Linked DNA regions of Loxodonta africana: region 1 is linked to region 2. The links are chromatin contacts, called in public Hi-C maps. All regions are on one chromosome and are shown on one strand. The core of a region is the stretch at or near the end of the contact, and the rest is flanking DNA. Distances in the headings are between cores, read along the strand shown.

Region 1 (3,006 bases), core at 319-2,818, 410 kb before region 2:
TCTGCACTCTTCAACTTCTGATCAGTGCTCTCAGGACTCTTGTACTTTGTACAAATCCCTGCTCTATAAAAGTACTAGCCATCCAGCACTCCACTCTCTAAAAAGCCATTGTCACTGTTGTGTGGGTTCCTACTCATGGTGACCTCACGTGTTTCAGAGTAGAACTATGCTCCACAGGTTTTCCAATGGCTGATTTTTCAAAAATAGATCACCAGGCCTTTCTTTCAAGGCACCTCTGGGTAGATTCAAACCCCCAACCTTTCAGTTAGTAGCTGAACACTTAATCATTTGCACCACCCAGGGACCTCTTTCCCCACTCTCTACTCTTGTTCATTATAATCAACCCCTGAACCCTAGTCATTAGCCCACAATCATGGAGGCTTTAGCATCTGGCTCACAATCTTCTCCATGCTAAGGCCCCCATCATGCTGGACAGGGGGGTCTTAAATGGCTCCATCCACTGACCTCTCAGATCTGTTCCTTATCTCAAATGACCTTCATTTCCACTACAGCAATCCTTTCCCAGGGCACACAGCCTGAAATGAATTCAAGAGCTTATCTTTCCACCCTTGGCACATGGTCTAGAACTTAGACTGACAGAGAGCTAAGCCTGGCTGGCAGCCTAACAGGAAGGCAGGTTGACTGGATGACTAGAAGGCTAGCTGGTGGTCTTTGCGACCCACTCACTGCCAGGTCGGGTGGACGGCTGGCAGGACGGTTTTAGCTGAAATGAGGCCTGCTGAAGCTGAAAAACTGGCTAACTGGCAAGAAGTCTGGGAGGCTGACAGGGAGGCCAAGTGAGGGCGGGAAGGAAGGCTGAAAGGGAGGCTCGGGAAGGCCTAGTAGCTGACTGACAGGAAGGTTGCCTCCAGCGGGACGACACCAAGCAAGATGGCTGACGCAGGGAACGCCAACAGGAAGGCCAGACTGGAGGGCTGAAAGGCTGACTGACGCGAAGGCAGTCTGGCTGACAGGAATCCCGCCTGACTGTGGGGGGAGGTTCCGGGCATCGGTCTCCACCACCCACCCCGAGCGTCCTATCCCGCCGCACCACCTGCACGCGCCGCCGGCCTGGAGCCGCTCTGCGCCCTCGACGCCCTCTGCTGCGGAGAGGCTGAGGCCGCGGCGGCGGCCGCGGGAGCCCAGGGACCCGCGCCAGGGGGCAGCTCCGCGACGGAGCTCAGCTCCCCGCCGCCCGGGGCTCCCGCCTCCGCCGCCCGCGGCTCCTCCTGGCTGCAGCCGGCCCCGAGCCCGGGGCACCCACGGCCCCGCGCCCGGCGGCCGCCCAGCTGCAGGACGCCGCCACACTGGTGCGAGCCGAAGCGGGTCACATAGACGAAGCGGGCCAGGCCCAGCTCCCGCTCTCGTCCTGCCGACATCGCAGCCTCTTCCCCAACTGCTGCGGGCGTGCCCTCAGGGCCCCGCCGGGCGCGACGAGAACGCGGGTGGGGGAGGGGCCGCGAGCGGGAGGCCCACGGGGGGCGGGGCGGAGCGAAGTGGGGGCCGGACTGCCGTGCGGGAGGGGGTGAGGAAGTGGGCGAGTGAGGAGGTCCAGGAGGCCAGGTCATCCTGGGGCTGTGTGGAGGGGCAGGGAGGTAGGAGGGGAGTCGGGAGTGCACCACTCTGCAGGGAGGAGCTAGGAGGAAAAGGGAGAGCAGGAGGTTACTCGTCTGAGGGGGGTGACGGACCACTCTTCACCAAAGTGGAATGAGGATTTGGGCACCAGATCACTTGAGGGGGAGCAGATCTTGAGGGGGCAGACCCCTCCAAGGAAAAGAGCTGAAGGAGAGGGCGGAGAAAGGGCCCAGGTCACTGGGGTGCACCTCCCTGTGGTTAGGTGTGGCACTAGCCGTGGATCTGACGGGCCTGGAGGGTCGCTATGAGTCCCAGTTGACTATGGCAACGGGTTTTTTGTTTGTTTGTTTTGGTTTGGAGTGTCAGAGTCGAAATCCGACTGAAAGGCAATGGGTTTGATTTTGGTTTTGGAGTGTCAGCAGGGTGAAGTTGGGGGCTTCTGGAAGAAGATAGAAAGAATCCATTGCTGCAGAGGGTTCTGTTGTTGTTAGGTGCCATCTAGTTTGTTCCAACTTATAACGATCCCTATGTGGAACAGAACGAAACCCTGCCCAGTCTTGTGCCATCCTCACAATTTTTATGCTTAAACCCACTGTTGAAGCCACTGTGTCAATCCATCTTGTTTATGGTCTTCCTCTTTTTCACTGACTCTCTACCAAGCATGATGTCCTTCTCCAGGGACTGATCCCTTCTGACAACATGTCCAAAATATATGAGATGTAGTCTTGCCACCTTTGCTTCTAAGGAGCATTCTGGCTGTACTTCTTCCAAGACAAATTTGTTCATTCTTTTGGCAGTCCATCCCAGAAACCCAGTGCCATCGAGTCGATTCCAACTCATAGTGACCCTATAGGATAGAGTAGAACTGCCCCATAGAGTTTCCAAGGAGCACCTGGCAGATTCAAACTGCTGACCCTTTGGTTAGCAACCGTGGCACTTAACCACTACTTCACCAGGGTTTCCTTGGCAGTCCATATTCAATATTCTTCCCCAACAGTGCCGTTCAAAGGTGTCAATTCTTCAGTCTTGTTTATTCATCGTCCAGCTTTCACGTGCATTGGAGGTGACTGAAAACATCATGGCTTGGGTCAGGCGCATATTAGTCTTCAAGGTGACATCTTTGCTTTTCAACATTTTAAGGAGGTCTTTTGCAGCAGGTTTGCCCAATGCAACACGTCTTTTCATTTCCTGACTGCTGCTTCCATGGCTGCTGCTTCCATGGGTGTTGATTGTGGATCCAAGTAAAATGAAATCCTTGACAACGTCAGTCTTTTCCCTGTTTATCATGATGTTGCTTATTGGTCCCATTATGAGGATTTTGTTCTCTTTGTTGAGGTGTAATCCCTACTGAAGGCTGTGGTCTTTGATCTCCATCAATAGGTGCTTCAAGTCTTCTTCACTTTCAGCAAGGAAGATTGTGTCATCTGCATA
Region 2 (2,772 bases), core at 151-2,650:
AGGTGATCAGGGAGCTTGGAAGAGAATGAACCTGGGGCCCAGGCAGCCTGAATTGGGCTTCTTCTGAGGCTAACTGTGAATGATGAAAGTGTAGGGTTCATTAGTAGGAATAGATCTCAGGTGATTTCAAGGACGGTGATGGTATTAAGGGAGAATGTTTGACATTAACTTATCATGAGGAAGGTTGAGCTGATGCCAAACGACGAGTAGAAACTAACACCTGAATATTTATCTTGAGGGTTAATTTAAACTATCATGAGTAGTAAATGTTGGAATGGAGAATATCCTGGATCTCTGCCAATCCTGCATCTTCCAGGAAGCCAAGGATATTGCAGAATTTATTATTTACATCCCCTCCATTATCATGTATGATTTGGAAATAACAACAGCTGACATAATTGCCGGGGTTGTGGGCAGGAGCTAAAGCGCAAAAAGATGCAAAGAAGAGAGAATAATGGTGGCAATCATAGAGTTCCAACAGTGAATTGTGGCTGTAAAAAATCTGGATATAAAACCTTATCTATTGTATGATGTCAGATAGCTCTTGGGATGTAGCACGCCTTAGGTTAAGCACGCAAGATTTCGATTCAGGAAACCTGGGTTCAAATCCTATCTTTCCACTTCCAGCTGTGTGCTCACGTTAACAAACTCTTGCGCCTTCATTTCTGCATCTGTAAAATGCGAAAAATAGCAACTACTTCTTAGACTGTTCTGAAGTGGTGCTTGTAAAGTGCTTAGCATCATGCCTGGCATATTCCAGTTACTCGATACTAGGTTTTTAATTATTATTTAATATCTGAGAGAAAATCCACCCACGTGTAAGACACTTACCGGAGATCTTCATTTTCTTTCCTCACACTTTTCCAATTTTCTAAAATGTGCATGCATTGCTCTTAAAATCAGAAGAAAAAGTCAAATTTTTGAATAATAGAAATTTGACAAGTCCGCTGTTTTTTAAATTTCCCTGATTATATTGTTTAGTAGGGGGTGGGAGTACATGTTAAAAACACAAATTCCTTGGCCCCGACCCAGAAATACTGAATCAGAGTCTCCAAGGGATCAGCTTGGTAATCTACACTTTTAGCAAGCACCGCAGATGATTCTTATAATCAAGCACTGTTGAGATAAATTGGATTAATGTGAGGATAGTAGTGACTCGACTGGGATAGGCGACCCGCTTGCAGCACCCACGAGGGCCTGAGCCTACAATTCCCATACTGCCCCCGCAAACTCGCGACGGGCGCGTCCGGAGCCTGCCGGGAATTGTAGTTTTCGTGCGCCACACTCCTGCTTATAAGAAAGCCTGAAATGATGCCGAAAACTTCCCGCCCCAGAATGCAAAAGTCAAGAGTGACGCAATCTGGAGCGCGCCAGGTATTGAGCGGGGAGTTTCGGCCGCCTCTGCTGCCGCCGCCGCCGCCGCCGCCGCCTGAGAGCCTGCCTTCTGCACCGCCGCCTCCTTCGCAGCCTCCCCCGCTTCCCTCATCTCTTTGGGAGCCTACTGCTCCGCCACCCCCTCTACGCGACTTGGGCCCTCTTGCCCTGAGAAGAAGCTTTATTCGGCCTCGGTCGCGGGGCCGGAGCGCAGCCATGGCTGACGGCGGCGGGGGAACGGGCGCGGTGGGCGGTGGCGGAGCGGGCCCGGCCTCCGCAGGGGCAGCGTCGGGCGTGACAGGCGCCGGCGGCAGCGGCGGCCCCATCAACCCCGCGTCGCTGCCCCCCGGCGACCCGCAGCTCATCGCGCTCATCGTGGAGCAGCTCAAGAGCCGGGGCCTGTTTGACAGCTTCCGCCGGGACTGCCTGGCCGACGTGGACACGAAGGTAGCTGAGACCGCCTGGGTCGAGCGAAGCCGGGCTGGGTGTGAGGCCGCCAAGGTTGCAGCCTTTTTTTTCTAAAGCAGAGACAAAAAGACAAAAGATACCTTTTAAATCTCAGCGGTGAGGTGTTAAACCGCTTGGGGCAGTACAGAGAGCTGAGTCGTACTTCTGTGGAGCAGACTCCCAGCCCGCCACTTTGTAGCTGTACGATTTTAGCCTGATCGCTTCTCAGAACTTCAGGGCGATTAATACTAGTTTTTAGAACCCAGATTCTATCATTCCCGAGATGGGACTCTTTTAAATCCCTCAATAACAAACCTCAATTCGTTACAAGCGGTGGAGAAAACCAGGTAGGTAAGCAAGAATGGTTTAGAATTTCCAGAAGTTCTCTATTGAACGCGGTAGTTTGAATGCAGTCATCAGCGTATTATAGCGATTCATTTGTTCCTTTGCTCTGCCTCAGTGATTTGCAAACTTTAGTATCTAGTTAAAGTCCGTTGTTGTTAAAGCACCCATATATTGTATTCCATCATTGATTAAAGGGGGTTTGGTGCTTATTTGAGAATTAATGCCATAGGTCAACCCCCCGTAAAACTGCAATTTCACTTTACCTACTTGTCAGGGTTTGTTGGGATTCAATGAAATAATGTGTATTAAATGTCAGACACTTAATTTCTGGAATATTCATTTTCTTTTTTTAGAAGCTTTTCCAAGCACGATCAAAGACTCTTTAAGTTGTAGGTTTTGGCGGCGCTCTTACTGGCTGGGCTCCTCTAGGGATATGATTTTTCCCTCTTTTAACCTATTATGGAAATCTTGTTGCCTGCTTTACAGGAGGAAACCCTGGTGGTGTAGTGGTTAAGTGCTACAGCTGCTAACCAAGAGGTCAGCAGTTCAAATCCGCCAGGCACTCCTTAGAAACTCGATGAGGCAGTGCTACCCTGTCCTGTAGGG

Evidence for each region. Hi-C and Micro-C count contacts between places; a contact is called where the count stands out from the background.
Region 1: a Hi-C map of fibroblasts shows a contact between it and region 2, with 4 times the contacts expected there. The contact joins the promoter of C2H5orf47 here to the promoter of BOD1 in region 2. A contact is called at or near these places in 2 of 3 Hi-C or Micro-C datasets (fibroblasts and umbilical cord endothelial cells).

The regions. Positions count from the first base shown.
Region 1 is chr2:192,671,909-192,674,914 of mLoxAfr1.hap2, reverse strand. It overlaps C2H5orf47 (chromosome 2 C5orf47 homolog), which reads right to left and starts at 1,568. Exons shown (of 6, transcript XM_064279719.1): 1 at 1,055-1,568. The coding sequence starts at 1,568. The region is part of intron 9 of CPEB4 (cytoplasmic polyadenylation element binding protein 4); the gene reads right to left.
Region 2 is chr2:192,259,698-192,262,469 of mLoxAfr1.hap2, reverse strand. BOD1 (biorientation of chromosomes in cell division 1) reads left to right here and starts at 1,400. Exons shown (of 4, transcript XM_003404666.4): 1 at 1,400-1,821. The coding sequence starts at 1,591.